Regions from separate parts of the Rattus norvegicus genome. Here region 2 is linked to region 1. The links are chromatin contacts, called in public Hi-C maps. All regions are on one chromosome and are shown on one strand. The core of a region is the stretch at or near the end of the contact, and the rest is flanking DNA. Distances in the headings are between cores, read along the strand shown.

The links. A called contact is a pair of places that touch in the nucleus more often than the background predicts.
Region 2: a Hi-C map of the A7r5 cell line shows a contact between it and region 1, with 14 times the contacts expected there. The contact joins the enhancer-like site here to the promoter of Klf6 in region 1. A contact is called at or near these places in 7 of 12 Hi-C or Micro-C datasets (the A7r5 cell line, the Rat2 cell line, Schwann cells and 4 more) and 1 of 1 datasets of contacts at active chromatin or transcription factors (oligodendrocytes).

What each region holds. Positions count from the first base shown.
Region 1 is chr17:69,455,442-69,460,924 of GRCr8, reverse strand. It overlaps Klf6 (KLF transcription factor 6), which reads left to right and starts at 2,447. Exons shown (of 4, transcript NM_031642.5): 1 at 2,447-2,792. The coding sequence starts at 2,589.
Region 2 is chr17:70,598,850-70,604,332 of GRCr8, reverse strand. No RefSeq gene overlaps it. Among named protein-coding and RNA genes, the nearest start is that of Akr1e2, 44 kb to the left of the region's middle. Within about 2 kb of position 3,287, at least 7 of the 93 cell types and tissues checked have an H3K27ac peak or open chromatin away from gene starts, as enhancers often do. A contact at or near this core is called in the A7r5 cell line, where this site is marked.

The DNA of each region.
Region 1 (5,483 bases), core at 1,198-3,697:
AGGAGAGTTTAAAGGTCACAGTTTTCTTCCGTTCCAGACTTCCCCATCTCAAAGTCTCTGACCTCTGAGATTCTGTTACTTTGTTTTAAATCAAACACTGTATTACTCAGATCATTCGCACAGACCTTCCTAACAAAGCCAAGGGTATTTTTCCCTTCAATAGTTAATGCTCAGGAGTGCAAATGCCTTTCTCTCAACACACATTTGGAGCCCTCCCCCTCACCGCGTCTATGATCGGGCTTTTGCTTGCTGTGTAAGTTTATGTGTACCTGGGTCATCGCAGGAAGTGAATAATCCGTGCTGAATGCCTAGTGCGTGCACCAGGAAGTCATAGAGTTTTTTCTGCTTAGGATTCAGTCTATGAATGTACTCTACTTTTACACTAATTAATTTTTCGGAAAGTTGCAGTTTTGATTGTATCTCTATTATGTCCAAGTAAATTCACTCTTGTAAAAATAAACTATGCAAATCTTCTATTTAACTGGCAGTGCTTTTAAGAGACCGGGAATTTCTTTTTCTTTTCTTTTCTTTTCTTTTCTTTTCTTTCTTTCTTTTTTTTTTTTTTTTACATTCTGTGGGAATGTAAGGGAATGTGTTAAAATGATGACTAATCGTCTATCCACCAAGGCAAGTTTCAATATCTTCATTATGACACCCCGAAGGTTTCCCAGCCTCCTCTAGGCTTATTAAAGCCCTCACTTAGTCAGAGCCTTCTACTTTCACCCTAATCCTTTACCATGAGTTCTGTGGAGCTGGCTTTCATTCATAGATTTGATGTAATTCTCGCTTCCTTGGTTTATTCCAAAGTCACATGCTTGCTGCTAATTATAAAGCTCTTTCCTATATAAGGGCCGCCCTGGGAAGTTGGTGCGACCTATGCATGTGTATCCTAAAGCTATTTCTATTTCCTTCAGGGAAACAGAATTCAGGCACATAACCCAGTAAGGGACAGGTCTGCTTCTTTGTCACTAGGGTAAATGAAGACCAATGGTCACCTCCATATAATCCATACAATAGGCATTGTAAGATAACTTTTCCCATCTTTGCGCTCATAACTAAGCCTGCCTACAAATCCGTCAAGCCTATACATGCATCTTTCCAAGACCTCATAAATGAAATATGAAAACTCTCTTCAACTTATTTTACACGTTTGATAACTTTTAAAAGGATACTGTTCATTAAATATTATTTTCGAAGTTATTATAATTGGAATTTTATTCAAAACTTTTAGCTGCTCTTTCCTCCTTTTTTTTTTTTTTTTGGTTTTTCCTTTTAAATGAATATCATGGTGTGCTTTGGGAGACAATTCATATGAAAAACAATTCAAATTGTTTACGCGACAATGGGAAAGCCTGTTAACCTTCGTGAGACATCTTGGAGACTGCCTTCTAAAAGATAAACACATTTCTACCCCATTAGCAGCAGAATCTGCATCTTCTTTGAATTAAAACTGTGTGCATCAAGTAAAGGGATTTTTTTTTAAGCTGTAAGTGTCCAGCTCTCCAAGTCGGGGTGGCGGTGGCGCCGGGTCAGCGATGCGATCTTGATCTTAAAAGCTGCACTTCCAACTTAGAGTAGGTAAAATTCATTCCTGAGAACTGAGTGTATCTGACACACAGGTCAGGTAGGGCGCTTTTGAGATGCTCTGGCTTTTCCCCCTCCGCCTGCGTAGGAAGTGGGGGTATTTTAGTTTCAGGCTCCTGTCATCCTCCACCCCAGGGATCCAGACAGAAACTACCACACAGTGACTCTAGAGCACCAAGTCCCCCTGCTGTTCGGTCATTTGGTCCCATTGCCACACGGGGACATAAGGGCATGTTTGCTCCTACCCCGGGGCACCTCTGCATCTCTGAGTACGGAGGGGACTCGGGACAAAGAGAGAAATCGGGGGATCAAGGAGAATGGAGGGCCAGGGAAGGATCCGGGAACACGGGCCACTATCGGGAGGAATGAGGGGGATTGGGCATATGTCTGCTCCCTTGATTTGCTGGGTACCGGTCCGGGTGACCGGATCAGAAGGTGCAACCGAGCAGCCGGGCGGCGGGGACAGGTGCCCGGTTGCCCCGGCCAGGTTCCCCTAGCTCCGGCCGCTCCGGCCGCACTTCTACAACGTTAGGCTGTGCACCTCCCAGCGCCGACTCCTTCGGCGCGCCGTAGCCCTCGCCTTATATACCCTGCTAAAAATAGCCTGCGAGACGTCTTTCCAATCAGCGCAGGCCGAGTTCGAATTGCACCAATAGGAAGGCCTTTAATGGAGAGGCTCGGTCACGCCAGGCGGGGCCGCTGTGTGACCGCACCGGCGATTGGTGCGAGCTGACATCATCGTCGCGCAGCCCCCGGGACAGGAGCGGCAGGATTGGGTACCGTGGGGGGCGGAGCTCCAAGCTGGTCACGTGGGGGGAGGAGGAGTGGGGGGAGCCAAGCGGGGGAGGAGGGGGGAGGCTGGCAGCGGAGCTTTGAATAGGGAAGTTTTGCAGGGGTTACGCTTGCAGTCAGTCCGCTGTTTGCAAATATTGCGTGGGCTCGGCGCGCTGCGGGCTGCGGGAGGGTCCGGACCCGGCGTCCGATTGCAGCGCCATCCAGTTTGCATGAAACTTTCACCTGCGCTCCCGGGAACAGTTTCTGCTCCGACTCCTGATCGTTCACCTCCCTGTTTTCCCGACAGCGGGGACTGTCTTTTCCAACCCGACATGGATGTGCTCCCAATGTGTAGCATCTTCCAGGAACTACAGATTGTGCACGAAACGGGCTACTTCTCGGCTCTGCCGTCCCTGGAGGAATATTGGCAACAGGTAAATACGGATTTTTTTTTTTTTTCACCTGCCCGGTGCGCCGAGGAGGGAGTTGCGCGGAGGAGCAGGCAAGATGGTGTGTACTTGGAAGTGCATCTTTTTTAATGATGATTAGCATTTGCCTAATTTAAAATAAAATAAAATAATGATCTTAAGATGTCCTTCTGCTGCTTGGAATGGTGAAGGCACTGTAGAGCGAGCCTTCGGGAGCGAGGAGTAGAGTTGTCATTTGTGTGGAGGCGAGCTCTCCTTCCCAGTACGTTTTTATTTCTTCGTTTTTGTTTCATTTTTGCTAATTCCGAGCTTCCGAGCAGCATACACCTGAGGGGGGGACCCCAGATTCCTCTGGCCGATCCAGACCTGAACCATTGGCACAACTTTGGGGCTTGTACCAGTTCCAAACTCCACAGCTGGACCCTGTCATATGAACGAGCTTGCCTTGACTGCCAAAAGATTTGATTTAAGGATTTTGGTTTTGTTTTGATATTTGTACATCCAATTTTTTAAAAAAGTCTTAAGATATTGCTCGCGGAACGCAGCGGTTCTTTTTGAACTCAAGGCCATTTACAGTTTCTTTTTCTTCTGGATAATGTCTTAGCATTCACGTATGTCTGCCTTGTTTTTCTTACCTGCTTTTCTTGTTGACTGCGCGGCGGGTGTGTGTGTGTGGGGGTGCTGTTTGCACACAAGTGACTTGTCAGTCATATGACAATGAGTCCATTCCTAGTTGCTTCGGTTCTTACTTTGGGCAAGAAAAATCTCCAATTCCGGCATTTAAGTGGAACTAGAATTTGGGGCAACGGAAATAAAAGAAACACCCCTTCCCCCTTCTAAGTCTTAGGATTCTGTGAGTGGCAAAAATATATATATTCTCAAACACTTTTACCATTGTCTTTAAAACCATGATGATTCCGTGACCATCTCTCTACCCTTCTGGGCTGGCTTTTTTTTTTTCCTCCAAGTGAATTAGCAGATGAAATATATTCCGTGGGTTTCACAACCTCCCAGGCTTTAAAACGCAGGGAAAGCGAAGTGTTGGCTGAAACCTCCACATGCCGGCTTAATTGTTCACAATCCTCTCTGCCTTTCTCTCCCCCTCCCCATTTTTCCTCCTCAAAGAAGCTGCTCCCTGGGACGTGATTGAAATTGATCTTAGTAGTTTCCTTTAGGCTTTTGGGATTTGGGCAACTAGCCAGACTTGGCTCCTGGTCCCCTTCAGAGCCTTTTAAACTCCCAGAGAGCTTTGGTCAGGTCCCCACTGCTGCTCATCAGTATAATGGAGATTTTAAATTAGCCAGTTGATTAAAGTTTAACAAGATCCTCATAAATGAGCTCGCCATTTCTTTGGCACATCAATAATAGGTATCATCATCTCGATTCTTAATACTGTATGCACTGTAACAGACATCGAATTTTGTGGGGAAAGAGAAAACAAGCATGTGCGTACACACACACACACACACACACACACACACACACACACACACACACCCCTTCCGTGGCTTGCTCATGCTTGCTGTATGAAGCCGCCCACAGGGAGGGCTGAGGATGTGTGTATACTGTGATAGAAGGCACATTGTTAAGTATGCATTAGCCCTTTGGCTGGTGGTCCGTGCTTAAGATGGTCTGTGCCCTGATAACTATCTATATCTATATCTATATCTATATCTATATCTATATCTATATCTATATCTATGTATATTTGCAGTTTAGTGCCGAAATTTCTGTCTGTAGAATAGAATACACAGAGGCACAGGCAGCCTTATATGGGCATGCAGGCAAAGCTAGTGAAAAAATCAGGGCCCACATAATTGAATCCTAAAAATCTTCCCTACCATTTTTCTCTTCCAGTGGCTAGAAAGTTTGAGATGGTAGGGAGATGGGGATTGCCAATCTCTGAAGTGTGTAGCTCCCTGAAAGGTTGGTCTCAGGGCCGGGGAAGGAGCAAGCACTCTGTCCGTGGCACACTGCATGTACATTTGAGCCGAGTTCTTATTTGGCTGCTGGTCAGAATTTCAAAAGGAAGTCTCCTTTGGCATTGCGTGAAAGAAAAAGGAGTGATGACTCATACTGTTGTACCCTTGGCCAGGAGATAAAGTCCTTGTTCATTGTGGGACTCCCAGAAGAGCCAGGGAGTAATTTCCCCCTTTCCATTTTTTACAATAGCAGATGGCCATTCTGAAAGAATTCATTTCTGTTGTTGAGATTTCTTGGTTCTCTCTGGCCAGTGTGAAGAAATCATTAAAGTTTGGTGGTATCCACAGTCCGGCACTTGGGAAATGACATTTAAAAACATACATGTGTATATGTATATATGTATATATATATGTATATATTTATATAATCTCCTAGGTCTCAGCTACACAGCAAAATGAGAGGTTTCTTTTCAGATCTATATTGATGTCTGTGAAGTGGATACAGACAGATATCTGCTGTCTGTATTCTGACTACAGTCCTATATTGCCAACTGTGTCCCCCAAGGAGGGTCTTCAGACCACACCGTGAGCTGCGAAATCTTTCTGACCTGCTGTGGGAATCCTCCTGGATGGTGGATGGCTGGGGCTCTCTCATTGATGCTCATAGTTCTAGAGAATGTCAGAGGATCTGGTTAAACCTGTTAGGTTGGTGGGAGGGGGAGTGATGTGTGTAAGACTGGTTCTCTTTGTGTGGTTTACCAGGATCGTCATTAGA
Region 2 (5,483 bases), core at 2,038-4,537, 1.1 Mb before region 1:
TTACTAAGTCAGCAGTTAGGATTATTATTTTAAAAATAATAACATTAAACATTATCAAAGTTATATGTATTATTACACCAATAATTCCCTGCTTTGATTTATAGGGAACTCTTAAATGGCACCTTCTTCATTATGCATTTTTCTTAACACTCCATTAAAATACTATTCTAGTCAAGAAGTACCCTTCAGGTCAGTTAAGAATTTTATACTGGTTTGCAGAAAGAACTGAACTACATGCTGTTTGTAAGTATCTGAACTTCATGTGGTTCAAAGGCCTTTGAAATATTCAAGAAATTGCCAGTTTTCATAGTAACGAAAAGAGAATTATTTGGCGAGCACAGTATATGTTTGCCTCTCTTTTACTTTATATTATACATATGTTTTTAATAATATGATCTGCGAATTTGAAATAAATCTAAAAATAATGTGAACCCCGAGGTATAGTGTTCCCACATTTTTGAAAAAAAGATGCGAACATCTAGCAAGTATAATTCTGTGTCTCTGTGGTCAGATTGTCAGTCAGTCATCTTAAAGATGGATCTGAGAAAGCAGGAACGATATTTGAATGGCTAGGACATTTAAGGGGGTTTCTATTCAGTATAAAATTGACTATTATTTATCAGTCAACATAAGAACGGTTTCCAAAAGATCAGTGTGAGTACATTGTGAATAAAAACGTGGTCGCTGACAAATTCGTATCTTTGCATGTGCGCCTCTGGTAAATTTATATTTAAAATGTTATTTAGCGTTCCACAATTTGTCCACATTTAAATGGGTTCTTTCAAATTCCCTTTGGTTTCATGCTATTTGAGAATAAAAAGGACTAGCTGGGTGAGCTGATGGGTTTCCAGTGTCTTCCTGCTCGCTGCCTGTTTTAATAAGGCATAGCCTCTATAGCCATTAGTGGGGTTTGATGATGCCCTTATTGACATTTTCATTGTTTTCCCTGGTCAGCCTTAATATGCTAAGCTTGCTGCGATCTGGACCAAGGTGACTCTCTTGTGGACACTCACACTTGACTGTAAATATTTACCTCACCCATTACAAGCTCCAAAGCAGCCAAAAGAGGGACATAGCCAACCGAGTAGTTACCCAATTGGAGATGGAGAAATGGAAATGGGTATTTATTAATTTTGGCAAGCACAGAAGTATTTGGTTGTTGTTGATTTCAGAGACAACTTAGCTTCAGAAAGGAGTACACATCTTGAGCAGAAGGTTCCTGTAGTGAATTTATTTGTGAATGGTAGTTATTTCTTTAATTTTTTTTTATTTTTTCTCCATCTTTATTAACTTGGGTATTTCTTCTTTACATTTCAATTGTTATTCCCTTTCCCAGTTTCCGGGTCAACATCCCCCTAACTCCTCTTCCTCCCCTTCTATATGTGTGTTCTCCTCCCCATCCTTCCCCCTTTACGGCCCACCCCCCAAGAATCCTGTTCACTGGGGGTCCAGCCTTGGCAGGACCAAGGGCTTCCCCTTCCACTGGAGCTCTTACTAGGATATTCATTGCTACCTATGAGGTCAGAGTCTAGGGTCAGTCCATGTATAGTCTTTAGGTAGTGGCTTAGTCCCTGGAAGCTCTGGTTGCTTGGCATTGTTGTACATATGGGGTCTCAAGCCCCTTCAAGCTCTTCCAGTCCTTTCTCTGACTCCTTCAACGGGGGTCTGTTCTCAGTTCAGTGTTTTGCTGCTGGCATTCACTTATGTATTTGTCATATTCTGGCTGTGTCTCTCCGGAGAGATCTACATCCCGTTCCTGTCAGCCTGCACTTCTTTGCTTCATCCATGTTATCTAGTTTGGTGGCTGTATATGTATGGGCCATTTTATATCTATGCACTATTGAACTACGGTATCTAAGTCCAGGTGGATAGAAGGGAGTGTGGAGACAAAGGAAATGATGGGGTGACAATCCAAACCGCAGCACAGTGTTCATACTAATGAAGTATTTCATACTAGCTAAAATGGATTTGCATTTTCTGACGCATCACTTCCCCATCATTGTGAAGACATAACCAATGGTCCTGGTCGCAGAGGGAGTTTCAACTCTAAAGCATCCCATTCTCATGAAAACCTCTGATTATTTCCACAAAGTTCTGTCATGGACATGTTAGCCATTCTTCGTGGGACGCACTCGATAAGGGTTCATTTTCAAACAACATGGCTTACTGTTAGGCCCGCAGTGTGTATCAGCAGTTCCACCGTTTAGTTTCATGACTGTTTCCAAACATTGAATATGGTTATGTAACCTTTGTAGAAGTGGCTACTGTGTCCTAATTCAAGGAGAGACTTTTGGGTTCCATAATTTATTGACGTCTCTATTGTTCTCAAGTCACCTTCAGCTGGCCCTGCAACATGGCCTGAGGTAGCAATTGGACAAACTTTACAATGCAGACCTTCCCAAAAACTTAGTGTTTATTCTCAGTGGATTGATAGTGGGAGAATAAGTCTATCTTTTTTTTTATATTAGAATTATTTACCGAAACAATGTGCCCCTTTTATTTACCCTAAAAGAGACACACTTTATCTTCTGTTCCATAAACACAAAACACCTTTCCATGTGTATCTTGACAGTTCAAAGAGACGCACGGTGCCGAATAAAGAACTGTGCTTTTTAATTATCTCTCCAGTGCTATACAAAAAAAATGCATTCTTTCTAATGGAAAGGAATTTCCTTTGTTCTTTGTTCATGAATGTACTTTTATTCACCACAACTTTGACTCAAACCATCCCTTTCACAAAAGCACTCGCCACGTTGCTTCCTGTTCCTTGGCAGGATGGAATCATGCATATGTATGATACATCACAAAGTGTCATTTGGGGAAAGACTCTGTTAGCATGCCTATGGGAAGAAGTATAGTTAGATGATTGTAGCCAGGGAAGCCGCTTGCTTGCTTCATTTTGCAGCTTTTAGCTTCCTGGAGTGAGTCTGGAGTTGGGGGTGGGGGTGGGGTTCCATTTTAAATACTAGTTCTCAGCGTCCAAATGATCCTGTTTTTGTTTTTTTTTTTTTTTATACCATAGAATCCAAAGTGGTATGCGTTTAAGAAGAAGGGAAAACAATCTCTACCTCCTTGAAGACATGTGAAAAAGGGAATAAAGCACGTGATGTAAAGCTCACAACTTCACAATAGTTTTTAAAGAATCGTAATTATTGGCATTTAGGCTCACCTTGCATGAGGTTCAGAAAGCATGTTTGAAAGCCTTTCCAGAGAGAGCGGGGGTAAAAATGAAACATGCTGTTAAAAATATGAACGAGCTTGGCGTCTCCATTGGATGGCTTTAGAGCTGCCAACAGATGGCGCAACAACCCATTTTAAATTTACCTCTGAGAGGAAAAATGCCAATCATTTCCTCTCCCTTGCCTATGAATTCTTAATGGTCCTAAAATAAGATGTTATTGACAAATAATATTTAGAAATATAACCATGAAGTATTTAATGATCATGCTAAAATAATTATGGCATTGTTATACATTATATCTGGCTGTCCCCTTAAGACCTTGCTTTAATGGCTAAGAAATCTGAGATTCATGACCTTGAACTACCTACAATGGAGACGCTTAGAGAATACCCTACTTAAATCTGTTGTGGATGGAATTAGCCATAGTTTTTGGGTTAATTCTATATTAGCCATGTAATAAAACTTTGTGAGGCATGTGATTATTAGTGGAAATGTATGTCCATCTATGTTTATTTAGGACATCGGTCACGGTCACACTTTCTGAGACATAAGCCATTTAAGTAACAGCGGCATTTTCAGTGAGAACAGAACCTCCTCCCATTTCTGTTGTGTGACCCAAGGAAGACATTTTGCCAAATGTTTCCTGTCCATCCTCTAGCTATTTCTGTAGTAAAGAGAAAAGAGCTGTTGTTCACACATTTAACTCAGACTGTGAAGATGTTTCCTGTACAGTCAACAGATTTCACAGTAAAAGAAATGATGAGGAAGATATGGCTTTGACAGTGTTGCTAAAAGGCTAATACAAGTATAGTCCTCACGGTGTAAAAGTCCATATTAACAACATGCTTAGTTCATAGAAAGAGGGATGCAATGGGAGGTTGAGGTCAGAGGGGACATACATTGTATCAGTGGTAATCACCACTGCTAATAAATTAAAATGACAGAAAATTGATTCTAGCCATGGACGTCAGATCATTAGCTTGTACATGAAGGTGGGGCCACCTTCTGGAACATAGGTAGGATATGCAACTACTAACAAATACAAATATTAGGTTAAAATGAATTCGTTACTTCTCATGTTTTCATGAGGACAATGTCAACTATTATAAAAGCTCCCTGCCAGATTATAAATTATAATTTCCGCTGAAAATAATGAATTAGACGCTCTTGATAAAAAAGTGATGATCAGCTGCCATGATAAAAAGTCAAAGGTCACGTAGAGAAGAAAAGGGTTTATTTCATCTCATGCTTTAGAATCCATCACTGAAGGAATTCAAGACGGAAACTGAAGGAGGGGCTTGAAGTAGAAGTGATAGAAAAATGTCATTTGCTGCTTCACTCCCAGGCTCATGCGCAGAATTCTTACACATCTCAGGACCACCAGCCTAGGGAATTAGGTCTCTCACTCTAGTCTGGATTCCCCAATATCAGTAAGGCAACCCCTGCAGAACATTCCTGCACACTGTAATCTTACCAGGGGTAGTCCTCATTTGAGGCTTTCCTCTCAAATGACTCTAAAGTTGACTGTTAAAGTTAACCACGACACATGAGGAAAAAGAATATTTGGAAAATCAAAATTTCTTGAAGAAAAATTCTTATCTACTTTTTCTTTTTCTTTGCTTTTTCTTTGCTGTTTGTTTTAATCCACAGAAAATATAAGTTTTTTTGTTGCTTTTATTTCTGTTTTTTTCTTTCTTTTTCAAGATATATCTTATTTTTCCCAGCATGGCCTCATACTCACTAGGCATCAGCGTGTGTGTCTGTGGCACATTGAACCCTTTATTCTTCATGTTCTAAAAACTGAGGATCCAGGATTTCAACCCAAACTACACAATGGGTAATGATTTCTTTCATCCAATGAAAACGGAGTGGCATTTTAAAAATAAATGGAGTTGCTATGTGTCATAATCAGGAAATACAATATTAAAAAACAAATCTACATTCCTGTCATGTCCATAGAGCAGTGTTTTACACAACTGTGACCTGGTATTCGGTCGGCATCTATCACCTTCCAACAATAAGGTGTCCTAGACAATATCTGCAAACATCATGGTAGTTTGCATGCCACCTTGGATGGAAAAAGCTTCACAGCGTCCCACCCCTAGATGAGGGCAGTTGACGGCTACTGAAGGAGAGAAAACCAGCTTTCTTTAATGATAATACCTCTGTCCTCAGCGGTCAGCCTTTAATGTATGAACATACAAGCAACAGTGATTGGACTCAGCAGGTTATGGTGTGTGTGTGTGTGTGTGTGTGTGTGTGTGTGTGTGTGTGTGCACGTGCATTAATTATGGAAGATCAT